Regions from separate parts of the Anas platyrhynchos genome. Here region 2 is linked to region 1. Evidence: chromatin contacts called from public Hi-C data. All regions are on one chromosome and are shown on one strand. Each heading gives the region's core, a stretch centred on a gene start, on an enhancer-like site or on the middle of the called end of the contact. The rest is flanking DNA. Distances are from core to core; before and after follow the strand shown. Region 1 overlaps KANSL1 (KAT8 regulatory NSL complex subunit 1). Region 2 overlaps KANSL1 (KAT8 regulatory NSL complex subunit 1).

Region 1 (6,880 bases), core at 2,986-5,485:
CTTTTTGCTGTTCAGGACACTGAATCAAACCCACAGCTGCCTGTCGTGTGCTTGGGGAAGGACTGGAGCCTGTCCCAAGGACTTGCGCTGATGTAACACGGGATTTTTTTCCTCCTGCCTTTCTTCAGTCATGTTTAACTGCTGTGTTGTTTTTTTTTGATGAAATGTTTGCCTCCCTCCATCTCTCAGCTGCTCCCCGGGCTTTAATCAGAGCGATCTGAGGACTCGGCACGTTGATGAAGTTGCTTCCTGCAGCTCTCCAAAGCGTTTCTGCAGGGAAGGCAGAGGCTGTGCCCAACCCTGCACATCCAGCAGCACGGTGCCAGCCAGGAGGGGGCTGCTGCCACCTTGTCAAGGCTTTAACTCAATTTTACCCCAGGATTGGAGGCCTTTTTCCATGGGTGAAGGCCCCCAGCCTCCTATGGGCACGGCGTTGCATTGCTGAGCATTTCTCTAGCTTGGCTCCGCCGCTCTTCCTCCTCCTCCACCGCTCCTCCTTGTCCTCAGCCATTCTTCCTCCTCCTCCTCTGCTCCTCCTCCTCCACCACTTCTCCTCCTCCTCCTCTATTCTTCCTCCTCCTCCACCTCTTCCTGCACCACCCGGGCCGGTGTCAGCTCCCGGCTGCCAGCTCTGTGCGCGATTTACCGGCGGCGCCATCTGCTCGTGCTGGCCGCGCGCTGTCCCTGTCGCTCAAGCTGAGTGCCACGCCAGCTGCGTGCGCGCCGCCCGACGCCTGCAGCCGACACGTCACAGCCTCCACCAGGGGATCGAGCCTACCTGGGAGTGTATTTATTTTTAAAGAGTCAAGCCCCTAAATCATTTTTCTGTCCTGTGGCCGTGTCCTGAGCTGGAGAGGCTGCACGGCTGTCGTGTGTTGTCCTCCACAGCCTGCTTTGTGTGTGCTCTTGCCCAAAACGGTGCCCACGCAGCAGCACGAGGAGGAGTTTGTCCTGGAGGATGGATGCAGGAGCTGCTCACGGCGCTGCCCGTGCCACCTTCACCAGCACCGTCTGCCCCCGGGACGAGCCACACTGCACGGTCACAGCCATCTGCCTCTCCCCACCCTTCATTTCCAGCTTCATTCAGCCCTGTTTTGGGGCAGGTGGAGTGAACCGGTCTACTGATCATCATTTCCAAGCCCCTGATGTTTAGAAAGAAAAAAAGTGGGTGTCCCTGCCCCCAGCAGCTGGGTGTCCAGCTGGGGTTTGGGGTGACTGCCCGTGACTTCTTCCAGCGCTCTGTTTTGTGCTCGGTTGCCACTTTCTAATGAAAATACTGCTTTGCAAGGTGTTCTTGCAGAGATTAAAACTAAAGAAGCTGCGCACCGAGTGTCCAAAAGCTGATCTACGGGAGGAAAAGCTCTACACTGCAGCAGAGGGGGGGGAATGGAGCCGGCTCTGAAAAGCCTCGGCTCTAAATATAGAGGGAGCTCGCTGCGCCCGGCGCTGTTTTGGAAAGTGTGGCTGAGCCATCGCTGCCTGTCCTCCCCTCCCCTCCTCCCCCTGTGCTGCGGGGGGGCAGAGGATGAAGCAGACGTTCCCGCCTTTGGCTTTCTCGGTTTATTTTGGGTTTAAATCCAGTGGGTTTTTCCGGGGTAGGATGTGCCCTGATTTTAAGGTGAAACAAGGAATGGCTGTGCCGCCGCTCACACCGCCGTGCTGCCTCGGAATCGAAATGGGCTTTGGGTGTTTTTTTTACCCTTAATCTTGATTTCTGTGTAATGGAAATAAGAGTGAGGCTTCACAGAGCAGGACAGCGTTGTTCCAGCAGGCACGGGGGCTTTGTGGCATTGTACAGGTGCTTTATTGCCTTGCAGAGGAAAGCCAGGGGAGGAAGGAGTTCGGAGGTGCTCTCGGCGGCTTTCGACCTTTCTTCTACCTGATTTTTAAAAAAATATTCCCAAGGTGGATCCCCAGCGAGCAAGCACAGTCCTGCAGAGATCTGGCTTAGAATCCCAAACTCTGGGGATGTTCCTGAAGTCGGGATTACCTGCAGATGCTGAGGGTGCATTTTGTAAAAAAAAAGAACTCTTCTCCAGTGAAATTGTCCTCTGCTTCTGAAATGAGAGTGTGGTAGGACTTCACTGAAACATTGCTGGTGGAGAAGTAACGTGCTCTGGAAAACCTTGTGGGAAATGATGCTCCAAAAATGCCATCAGTCTCGTGGGTGATGGAGTGGGAGCAGCGCTGCCTTCCCAGCGATACTCAGAGAAAGCTCCCGGCAGGAGGAGGGAGAAGGTCCAGTGCCCGGCCACCCCTTTCCTGCCTTTCCTGCGGTGTTATCCCTCGTGGAACAGAATTAAGCCTGGCTGGGATGGAGATCTGGATTCGAGCTCCGTGATGGGGTGATGCCAGCAACCGCTGAGCCCCCCGCACGCTCCACCGGCCCGGCAAGAGCATGCAGAACGCGTCTTGCTCTGAATTTGTGGGTTTCGCTTGTATATCGAAGGAGCCAACTCCTTAGTTTCAGGGTATTTTGCTTAGCTGATGTGAAACCTGTAGTCACCCCGGTGCTTTTCTTAGGGCCACGTTTGGTAGCAGGACGCCTGACCGAGGGCAGATGCATCAGAGGTGCAGATTTTTCTAAGAACTTGCTTATTGCTGTGGCACGCAGTCTCTGCAGTGCTTCGGTAATAAATCTCGTGTACCAAGTATTGCTTGCGCTCTCGTGGCTGGTTTCAGCTTCCAACCGGGTCAATCTCAGCAGCAGGGGACTTGGGGTAGTTGGGGAAGAAAAACCTGGACCTCGCTGGGGCTCCTCTGCCTGGTGGGAGGGCGGTGGGGTGGCTGTGCTCCAGCCTAGACAAGGTGCTCGGTGCCAAAAATGCTGTAGGAGGAAGGGATGGGGGGAAGAGGGAATTATTTTGTCACTAATTCCTTATTCTCAGCCATCCAGATGTGGCAAAGGCGTTGTGCGGCGACACTGGATTCGTGCGTGCGCTTCTGTGTGCCTTGTTTCTGCATCACGTTGTGGTTTTCTTTCTTTCTGGGTAGTTTTAGTATTTACCCACTGGAATCAGGATCCTTCTGATCCATTCCCATGGTGTTACAGCTTCTAACGTAGGAGAGCAGAGCCGTGGATTTGTGCGTCCCTTACCTCTTTGTGTTTATTCCTGCCTGGAGCTCGGTGGTGGGGAGCAGGGCGTTTTTGTAGCAGTTGGCTCTAAAATGCGACGCTGTAGCCCACGTGCTAGCAAAAGCGTATTTATGCTCCCGCTGAACCGTATTTTGTGGTCGCAGCAGAGATAAAGAAGGTGGGAAATCAGCCAAGGGTTGCAAAGCATGTGGGCTCCCCCATGCAGCCGTGAGATCGGGGGGTGCAGCTCATTTGGTAATTTCTGCTCTTTTTTCCTGGCTTTCTTTGCTCGGTCGAGCCATCAGAGACAGAAATCGAGTTTGTCGTTGCCCCCTTTCCTTTGCAACACCTCCGTGCAGGGCAGCAGCTTGTGCAGGGCGCTGTCAGCTCTGCTGCTCGCCTCCAAACAGAAGATGCTCTCCGAAAACCCAACGATGATGCGTTGTGAGAGTGGCCACAGCGCCTTAATTGTGGGCGTGTGGTTTGTGCTGGCGTTCGAGCCTATTCTGTGACGGATGCCAGAGGTGCTTTGAAAGGGGATGAGCTGAGGGAGGGCGGGCAGGTGGGTGTTATTTCTTCGAGACTTGGCGAAGTGGCTCCGGCTGATGCGGCCAGGTAGGACTGGAGCTGCTGGTTCAGCTGAGCGTGGAGTAAAACCTTGACGCTTGCATAGGCAGAACTTCAATCACCGGGTACCAAAAGTTGGTTTAATATCGCTCTGCGGAGGCATGGCTTTTCCAGCACGCCTGTAGTTGGGCCGATAATTATTGGTGGTGGCTAGATGGTATCGGTCGTGCCATTCAGCTTGTAGCTTTTGATCTGGCTGTCAGTTCTGCCGGGTTTTCCGTGGGCTGTGTAATTAAAATCTCACTCAAAATCATCCCCCCTTCCCCTGTCTGTTTTTGCAGGAGACGAAGGGCAGAGTGGAGATGGGCAGCAGACCGTGCAGCCATCGTCAGTCGCTGGAATTGGCTCCAAGCCCACGTCTCGGACCTGGAATACCGAATCCGGCAGCAAACGGATATTTACAAGCAGATTAGAGCCAACAAGGTGAGGACTGTTTGGCTACGTGGGGTTTTTGCCCTGCCTCCTAATGGCTCTCTCCCTTCCGCTGCGGTGGGGAGTGTGTGTGCAGAGCGTGATGCAGTTTTTCCCCCCTGCATCTCAGAGAGCACATTGCACGGCGCTGACTAATGGTGATGCAATTTGGCATGGGCTGAGTGCAATTCTTTTCCCTGCTTCAATACGGTAACAAGAAGAGAGCAATCCCTCACCTAGAAGCCAGTCTTTGGGTGCCAAACAAAACTGCTGCTTTTGCACATGTGTTGCACTCGCCCACCACTCCAGTCTTGTTTTTTTCTTTGATTTGTTTAACCTTTCTTTCTCTTTGGGAGTATCTGAAGTCGGGGATAAGGAACGGCTCGACCAGAGGCTTGCTGGGGAAGGGAGGGGACTCTGGAGGAAGTTAGCTTCAGATGCTATCAGAGCACAGGCTTAAAATTGAGTCAGAAAAAAAAAAAAAAAAAAAAAAGACTCTAGGTGCTGACCTTTCTCTGTGGAAGGAATTTATTTTTTTTCAGACTTGCTCTCAGATGGCAGGATGGGGGAGAGCAGAGAAGGATGAGGAAGGAATCGTTACCGAGACTTGTCCAGGCGTGCACGTCTAAATGTCAGGCCTTGCAGGGAGGAATGTCTGGAGTTTGTGGCAAGAAGGATCTTGGTATTGCATCAACTTGGAGATCCTCAGGAATTCAGTGTCCAGTGAACTCTTTTTCCCAAGATTTATGGTGGAATGGGGATGGCTGGGAGGGAGCCTTCCAGAGGGGCAGAGAGGCACAGGCAGGAGAGGAAGACTGTGGTCTGTTATGCAGCTATGCAGAAGAACAGGCTGATGGGGTGAGTGAGGGCTGGAAATGAGTAGGTGGAGGAGCCTGGCCAGCTGAAAGGGAATAAATACATCAGGGAGAGGAATCCTTATCCCTTCTGCCTTAAGAAAGCAAATCTTACAAGGTGGTTTTGAAGTATCAAATAGAAAATGGCTAAACATTTATGAGCTAATAAAGGAAGGAGATGGGGAAGCTCATCTCATGAAGTAGAAGATGTGCTGCTTTCCCCAGGTTCTGACAACTTGTCAGACTCGTGAAGTGGCCCCATAATGGCTACAAGCATCCCATGTGTTTGCGTCTAAGGTTGCAGTCTCCAGGTCTGAAAGGAGAACGTCACAGCATTGTGTCAGAGTCGAAAAGTACATCTGAGGGTTTGGGAAACAGCTTGTCGTCTTTTTTTCGTTTGCTCAAACAAAAACTCCTCAACTGCGGTAACCTGATGGGTGAATTCAAGATGAAGCCTGCCAGTTAGCGTGGCAAAAGAGTTGGGATGCTTGGGATCTGAGGGCTGCACAGGAAAGCAGCAGTCACAGCCCCCGTCCTTCTGACGGATTCATGGAGGTCACCGCTTGCACCCAGCTGTCGTGTCGGTGTCGTGGAGCTCACGGATGCCTTGGCAAATGTGTTTGGGTTTTATCAACGAGGAGCTCAGAGAAAGACTTCTGAATCAACTTGCAGCAAGCAGAGAAGACGAGGAAATAAACACACATAACACAGGAGACTTCGAATGGGCTTGACTTCAAACTGTACAAGGGCAAGAGTTAAAGAATTTGGAGACACCGTCTTTTTTTTGGTCAACATACCTTAACTCTGGCTTTTTTTGGCCTAAAACATAAGGAGGTTAAGGTGTAGGCTCTGGAGGTATTCACAGCCACTATTCCTTTTTATTCCTTTTCTGGTTTTATTGCACTTGAATGTTAAAATTTCCATCCTGGCGTACCCTTGCAAGCAGGGCGCGTCGCTTTGTCAAAGCAAAGCAAGGGAAGGACAGGGCAGGGGAAAACAACCTTCTGCTTTGAGGGTACATCGCTGCCCGGCGTCTGGGCTCTAATTGTGTTTTCAGCACATTTGGGAGCGCTTTGGTCGGAGCCTGGCAAGATGTGGAGGAAAACAAGAAATCAGAGGCGTGTGTGCACAGCTCGGCATCAGCTGCTGAGTTTCTGGCTGTCGGGCTTCGATTTTGTGTTGGTTTTGAAGCGTGCGTGTGGTTGATTGAAGGGACTGGATGTCCATGAAGGTAACGGGGTGTTTTTGTCTCCTTTCACTGCTCTGTTTCCTTGGGCTGTTTTTAGAGGGGGTGCAGGATGATGCCAGTTCCCCCCATCGAGTCTGCGCACCTCCCTGCGTGTGGGTGGCAAGTGCTCGCTGTTGGAGGAGGAACGGAGAGCAATTTCCCTCTCCCGTGCCTCTTTTCTCCTTAATTTTCCCCCGTAGATGAGGTAAATGAAGTTGAAGAGCTCTTGGAGGAGTTTTGTGTAGCGGTGATTTGGCTGGAACACGATGACCAGGACACATGTGTGCGGTGGTGTCGGGCTCAGAGCACGACGAGCAACACTGCTGGGGACTCCCCATCTCTTCCAAAGGCTCCTGCTGCCTTCAGCCCCTTCCTTCCCCCTGGTCCTTTGGCAGAAGCTGCCAGCCTCAGCTGGACCTGCTTCTGAGAGATGCACAAAGGAGTTCTTCGTTATTTCTGTTTATTTTGGAGGATGCTGGTAAAAAGCAAGCGTTGCGTGAGCTCAGAATAACTCGCCAAGCACCGTGACTTTCCCTGGCCTGAAAGGGAGTTGAAAGGGTGATGTTGCCCTTCTGACTCCTGTCTGTTATTCAGATGGGTGCAAATACCAGAGATTAAATATCTTCAAAGCGGAGAGCCCGTCCAGCCTGCGGATGGGCTGGATGGGGGGAGAGCTGTGCACAC
Region 2 (6,917 bases), core at 2,961-5,460, 47 kb before region 1:
GTGTCCTCAGGAGCCTCAAAAGGCTTTTCCAGGCAGGGGAGGACTAAACCCATAGCGGGGCAAAGACACGGCCTGAGGGCAGGGGTAAAGGTTTGGGACGGGGGAGAAAGGACGAGCAGCAGCGTGGTGCCCTCCACCCCGCCCACAAAACTTCATCTATTTTTCCCCTTCCGATGGGAGGGTCTTAATATTTCTCTGGAACTACTTTTTTTTTTTTTTTTTTGCGAGTGTCAGTCGGTGATATCCCTGCCTGTCCCGTTTATCAGCAGCCGATTTTGTCTTTCTCGTTTGCTTTTTACTGGGCTGTGCGGGGAAACAGGTGGGCCAGCTTAAGCAAAAAATGGGAGTTTAATTCAGTGGAAGTGGCTCGGGTGGATCACATCGTGCTGAGACCCTGTGATATGTGACTTTGCACGCATGTTCGGAGTGGTTGTAGTTTCATTACAAGGAGCTGCTTGGTTTTGGGACAGCCGGAATGGCAGGTGACAGGAGGAGCACCATTTCTGCTGCTGCATTTTCTAAATACCACGTCCCAGCTCAAAACTTGCAGGAATACAGTGTCTGTCGGGACTGATGAGCGGAGCCAGCTCCAGAATGCTGCTTGCTTTGAGAATCCTTCCCTGCCCTGTAAGTAGCGGTTCAGCCGCATCTTCAAGGCTGCAGCTTTCCGTAACAAATAGTTGAAGCTGGAAGAAAAAGCTTTCTGTTTCTTCTCACGGGGCACAGGGTTGTCGGAGTCAAATCTGCGAGAGTCCTGGTGCTGCGGGGTTCGGTAAACACAACTCCATTAAACACAATTCCTTTAAACCCCGCGCGTGTCCTTCCAGCCGGAGTTCAGGCCGCTGCTTTTGGAAGAGGGCTGTGGATAAGTTCCTGGTCAGGTTTTAAAGAAAGGCAGAAAATAAGGGAAATAAGTTGGTTCTCCCCCCCAGCCCCCATATTTTGAACTCTTGTTAGCAGATGACTGCAGCAAAATGGGATATGCTAACAGGCGTGGAGACTTAATTCCAGGGGACAGAGTTTTGAGAGCACACTGTCTGAATTTAGTGGTGGAGCTGTGCTGTTTATCTAAGAGAACAAGGAAAAAGGATAACAATTGCATCTGAAGAGAGGAAATGGGAGTAGCTGTCAGCCTCAACAGGCCACATCTTCATCTGTTACTTAATCTTTGGCTGCAAACTTTTTTTTTTTTTAGTGGATAGCCAAGTGTTTAAAAAACTAGCTATTAAAAAAAAATAATTGAGATAATCTGGTGTGATGTGGAGAGCTTTTCTGGATTTTTGGACCTTGGAGATGTTAGCAGAAGATGGACCTTAAAGACTTCTCATTTTCAGCTTTGTCAGACCTCACGATTCTCCTCTCTGAAATCTTCATAACTTCCTGTCGAGGTCTGCAGTGACAGGATACCATGGGAAGGGTTACCAGCGAGTTGCCTTACGCTGAATGAGAAACAGCAAAAAAGTGAGTTCAGGCTGTAGTTGTGGCCCATAAAAAGGAACCTGTGCTGTGTGATCGGGCATCATCTTCCATTCAGTGAGCATCTCTGTTCTGGAGTTCGTGTCGGCTTGGCTTTGGTTGCTGCCATGGCAGTCCTGCTGGATTTGTTCTCTCTGCTGTGAGATCTGAGGAGCAATAAAAGCTGAGATCTGCAGTTAGCTGAGCACACGTATCCGGAGAGCTCTCATGAACTCCATTCAATGTAAGGTATTTAAACCCAGCGGGAGGCTGGCCCGCCAGATTGGGCAGGGATCGAGTGGTTGGGATGCTTAATTCTGCTCCTCTGGCCTGTTGCTTCGTGGTGGAGAGCAGTTAACACGAGGTTTCTGGGGACAGTCCTCGGGCAGCATTTAAAGCACCAAGGATCAAGGTGGTACCGTTTACAGGGCAGGGGTTTTGAGTTTTGGTTTAAAAAAATAAAAATAAAATAAAAATCGTTGTATGCTTTTGCACAGAGGTGGATATAACAGCACCTACTGAATGGAAATGTGTCTTTAAACTGAAGAGGCAATTCTGTTTTTTGTTTAACTTGCTCTCTGAGTCCTGAGTTCAGGTTTTCATATTTCCTGGGCAACTTGCCCAGATTATGCGAAAGAAAAACAAAATCTCTCTGATACTGGATGAGGGGGGAGACCTGGATTTAATAATTAAAGCTTGTTTTTTGTCTTTGTTAGTACTCTGTCAGACTGCTGCTTTCTGCAAATGTCCCACTATTGTTTTTTAAACCATGCTGCTTTATATTTGGCTGTAGAAAACAACTTTGTTCTGAAGAGTAACCTAAAAGCAAGGGGTATTTTTATCTCCAGACGCTTCGTTTACCCGGTGAAGTCATTCTTGCTTCAAATTATTTGACTTTCCATACTTTTGATTAGGGAGATGACAGTTAATTTGGCTTTGTGGATGTTTTTTTTTTTTTCTTTTTCTGACATCGTATTGATAAGAACTCTTCTACCTTAAATTATGCAAAGCATGGGGAGTTTTATTTATATCCAGTAGGAATTCAGACAAAACAGAGAACTGCGCTTGAAGAAGGAGACCTCAGGTTGCTGGTTTTGAAGTCGAAGGAAGACCCTGCCACTTCTGTGGACCAGCTTCTATTTTAATCTTGAGAGCTTCTGCTTGGAAACAAAGGCTATAAAATTGGAGCTTAGTGATTCCTTCTTCTTTGCTGTAGAGCAGAAGTACAATTCCCTGGGAAGTTAATGTTAAAAGAGTTATTTTTCCCTGAGTGATTAGGAGCCGGTCTGTTGCGTCAATATACACAGAAGATAGTTAGGGATATATTTTAAAAATCTGCAGTTCTTCAGTACGTTCTTCACCTTTTTCATTCTTTCTGTAAAAAAAAGAGAAGAGGAAAAAGGGGCCCGTTTCCCAAATGTAGGTCATTAGAGGCGCGCTGGCTGCCAAACTGCATGTGACCACTGGGTTATCGATAACTTCATCGTCCTGTACTTGCCTGTCGCGTTTTCTTAAAGCTTTGAGAGTTACTTCTGTGAATCCCTCCCTAAATTGGCAGACATCTGTCTGACAACCATAAAATGTTGAGGGGTGATACAAGAGGCGTGGAGGGGATCCACTGTGCGCGTTGTGCAGTACTGTTATTGAACAGGATTTCTGGGCTCAGGGGGTTGGCTTCATGTCGAGTGCCTGCATTTTACGTTACTCTGTGGGGTTAGGAGCTCAGATGCCGCCTTTCGGCCGCAGAATGGGGTGTGAGGGGATTTCATCCTCACAGAGTTTCTTCTCAAAGCTGGTTGTGACCCCGCAGGCTGCGGAGCTGCCTGGGCACGGAGGAGGTGAGGGGGGAAGTGGGAGCTGGCCTGGTGCTCGCCTCCCTTGGGGTCTCTTTATCTGCACGGCCTTCAGCTCAGAGGGACCCTCCCTCAGCACCCGGTGTGAGGTGCTGAGCCCCCACGTGCGGCCCCCGCTGCCAGGACGTGGAGCTGGGGGGGCTGGAAGGTGGTCGCAGTGCCAGGTATGAAGAGACTTTGATGCCTGGCCCTTTGTGCACACATTGAGCTCCGTGTGGGTTCCCATAACCTCCTCTGTCCCCGTTTCTAACACAAGGAGTAGGAGAAGGGCACGTCCCGAAGTGGGTTTGGAGGAGATCTGGGGGAGTGAGGGGGCCTCGAAGCCCTCACAGAGCAGCCCCGGCCTGCTTGGGCGCGTGGTGAAAGGGGAGATGGTGACGTTCACACGCGGAATTCCCTCCGTGTGAGGGTTCAAATGGCAATTTGGGGAATTCAGACCGACGGGAGGTGGCTGTGAGCGGTGCCAGCGGGTGGCAAGGCCGCCTGTGGGGCTGGAGGTGTGCGTGGGGTGGCCAAGGCCTGGGGGCAGCCGGGTGGTAAGGCCCTCGGTGCTTGGAGCCCTCCACTTCTTGTGGGCCTTCCTGTGAGCACAGGTGCTTGGTTTCTCCCCCCTCCCGAAACTCCTGTCACAACTTCTCAGAGAACAAAAAACTCCCCGTGTCCGTTCAGGGCTTATATTCTGAGGCATTGCACAAGCCCGTGTGCTTGGAAAGCCAGTTCTCCTTTCAAGGGCCGGCTCTAAAATCGAGTTTCCAAACCTGGCGAAGTCGTTGTGCTGCAGGAAGGTCGTTTTCGGGGGCGTTGCGACCCGACGGCCGCTGTGGTGGTAGCGTGACCGGCCCCCGTCCTCGTGCTTCTCCTCCCCTCCCGTCGTTTCCTCGGCCTTGCTGACTCTTTTCCCTTTGCTCTGATTTTTGGGAGGCGGGTGAGGATTTGAATGCGAGCGCCGTGCACGTGGGGCTGTGGCTGGAGCCACCTGACCGAGTCGGCCCGGTGACTCGCCTCCCTCGGTGGCCTGGCTCGTGCTCCTCAGGAAGCCGGGCGAGCTACGGTTACCCTGTTTTTAGCTGCTGTGCTACAGCCTTTCATCTTTCCTCTGTTAATTAACGCTAACTGCTTTGCCAGTGCTCTAGTTTTGAAGTGAAAAATCAAGGATGTGCTTGTGGATTCGGAGCGCTGCTCTCAGGCTGGCTGCGCGTCGCCCTTCCAGAAGAAGCTCCTTTTTGGGGGGTTTTGAAGCAAAATCCAGGCCGAGGCGTGCGTGAGGGTGGTGCTGTGGCTGCTGAGGGCAGGTGTGGAGTTTGTGGTGCTCTCCAGTGTCCACAACAAGGCTTGGAGCGGGCTTCTCCTGAGGGCCATGAGCCTGCCAGCTCCGGTGCCCGGAGTCGCAGGCCCTTGGTGGAGGAATACCAAAAAATGGGACCTGTGGGTGCTGGCATTGATCTTGGTGGGTGACAGCAGCTCAGGGAGAACTTTGCAGCATGGTTCGAGTCCCAGGGGCAGGCAAGGTTCAGGCTGGTGGGGTGGGTTGTTAGAATTACTGCCAGATCGCTCCCAGAGCCGCTCAGAGCTCCTCGGGCTGTGTCCGTGTGTCGCTGACCCCTGCTCCTCGTCCCCCTGCTCACCTCCGAGGTGCCTCCTGCCCTCTCCCCCCAGTTTTGGAGGAAGGAGGTAGAGATGCTGTGATGGGGCTGTAATAACAAGCAAAACCTACGAGCAGAGCCAAGGGGGAAGCACGCTCACAGATGTTCTGAGCGCTTCTTCCCAAGGCTGCTCAGAGCAGTAGGGAGCTAAGTCAGTGTTAGGGAAACACGGTTTTTAAGGATTTAAATAAAAAGCCATGCACCCAGTACTTTTGGAGGTCATCTGTAAGCTACCAGAGCAAAGCCTAACTCTGAAGGGTGTCTTCCCGGGCTTCAGAAGGCTTGAAATGTTGTGCACCCAACTCAAAGTGAAGGCGGGGGGGTTGCTCTAGCTTGGGAGGAGGGTTTTCTCTTTAAAGCGAGTTTGCTAACCTGGAGGAAGAGGCAGCATGAAAGTTTTGCTTCCGTTTTCTTACTTCTCTTAATTTAACTGAAGTTGATGACCTACAAATTTACTCCGAAATCCTTTTCAGCCCTGGTAAACTTCAACGGCTGCAGCGCAGTGCGGATGTGTCCACAGTGAATCGCTGCCCTCTGCACCAGGCGTGGATTTTTCTGCTCTTTTGCAGTGAGGGCGTTCACAAAGCTGCTCTCATTCCCTTGTGATGTTACGGTGGCAGTCGTGGTGAAGAGCACAGATCCAGAGCCTCCCTTTGCAAGGCAGGCCAGCGGGATCCTGCTGCCTGCTCCAGTCCCTCCTGGTTTTCACGTCTGGTTGGAGGTCTTGGTAGGAGGCTGGAGCGGGGGAAGTCCTTTATTCCGGCACTCTTCCTCCCTCCTCTCCCAAGGGCATCTTAGCTACAAGTGGAAAGTTCCCTGCAGGTTCCTTTTTTTTTGTTTCTGCCCCGAAGAGTCATCGTCATTATTTATGGACCCAAATGATGACTTCAAAACTATTTTCAGTGCGATGTACATTAAATTTTTAGGTGTGCAGTGTACTTTCTTTTCAGTGAGGACAAAGTATAGCTGATTACAAAAGAGGTTAAGTTCTGTCAGCAGGGGACTTCTGAAGTCTGAACTCATCCCTAGTAGCTCTGTGCTTGTTTTTTAACCAGTTCCCCCACGAGTGTCTCCTTTTTCCTTGTTGCCTTCCTCTGTGCCACCCTTCTGGGGGCTGGGCAAGCGTGAGCAGGACTGGAGGTGGTGAGTTGTGGACCTGGCGAGAGTATCAGCGATCCGTTTGGAAAAGGTTTCATCTCTACTGGTCTTGCTCTGCTTTATTTGGGAAGTAGAGCCCCAACCTGCATGGGGGAGAGCTGGGGTTGCTCTCGGGTTGCTCCTGGTCTGACCTGAGCACCCTGCTCGATTCCCAGTTGGAGAAGGAGGTTGAGATGCTCATCTTGCAGTGCTTGAAGGTCCACGAGGAGGAGGGCAGAGCTCTGAGAGCAGACACGAGTGGGAATTAAAGGTGGCTCTGTAGGTTGCCTTAGGTGCTTGGTCTGACACGGGGGAGCAACCTCGGTGCAGCCGAACAAGGCCCAGACCAAAGCTGCCTGCTGAATTTTGCTCATTCAACGTCTTCAAACTTGTCACAGGATAAGCGAGGACTATCTAATGGTGTATTAATTTGGTCATTGGGGTGCGTTAATGAACAGCTACAACAAGCTTATGCAAATTTATGTGAAATTAGAGGATTGGCATTATCAGGCAAGACATCAGGGCGATTCCGTGTTATTAGCTTGACATTGAAACAGCTTGTGAAGGTGCTGCACAACTTCTGCAGCGCAAGGAGGGTAAAGTAACTCGTACTTGTTAGCACAGCCTGTCCTGGGGGCTCTGTGAAGGCAGTTGGAACAAAAAAAGGCATTAAAACTGCTGATGCTTAATGGGAAAGGAAGTAGGTAAATTATTAGAAACTTGATGTCTAGGGAAAAAAAAAAAGGTTGCAGTGGATATGAATGAAATGCCTTTGGTTATTTTTCTTGTTTGATCTAGTTGAGTTAAGCCAGCGGCTTGCTCTTATGGC

What was found. Hi-C and Micro-C count contacts between places; a contact is called where the count stands out from the background.
Region 2: a contact with region 1 is called in a Hi-C map of skeletal muscle, with 1.8 times the contacts expected there. The contact joins two enhancer-like sites. A contact is called at or near these places in 3 of 8 Hi-C or Micro-C datasets (skeletal muscle, small yellow follicle and subcutaneous adipose tissue).

What each region holds. Positions count from the first base shown.
Region 1 is chr28:3,292,641-3,299,520 of IASCAAS_PekinDuck_T2T, reverse strand. It overlaps KANSL1 (KAT8 regulatory NSL complex subunit 1), which reads left to right. Exons shown (of 15, transcript XM_072028706.1): 4 at 3,985-4,126. Among named protein-coding and RNA genes, the nearest start is that of KANSL1, 62 kb to the left of the region's middle. Within about 2 kb of position 4,235, at least 3 of the 8 cell types and tissues checked have an H3K27ac peak or open chromatin away from gene starts, as enhancers often do.
Region 2 is chr28:3,339,779-3,346,695 of IASCAAS_PekinDuck_T2T, reverse strand. All of the region lies in intron 2 of KANSL1 (KAT8 regulatory NSL complex subunit 1), which reads left to right. Among named protein-coding and RNA genes, the nearest start is that of KANSL1, 15 kb to the left of the region's middle. Within about 2 kb of position 4,210, at least 2 of the 8 cell types and tissues checked have an H3K27ac peak or open chromatin away from gene starts, as enhancers often do.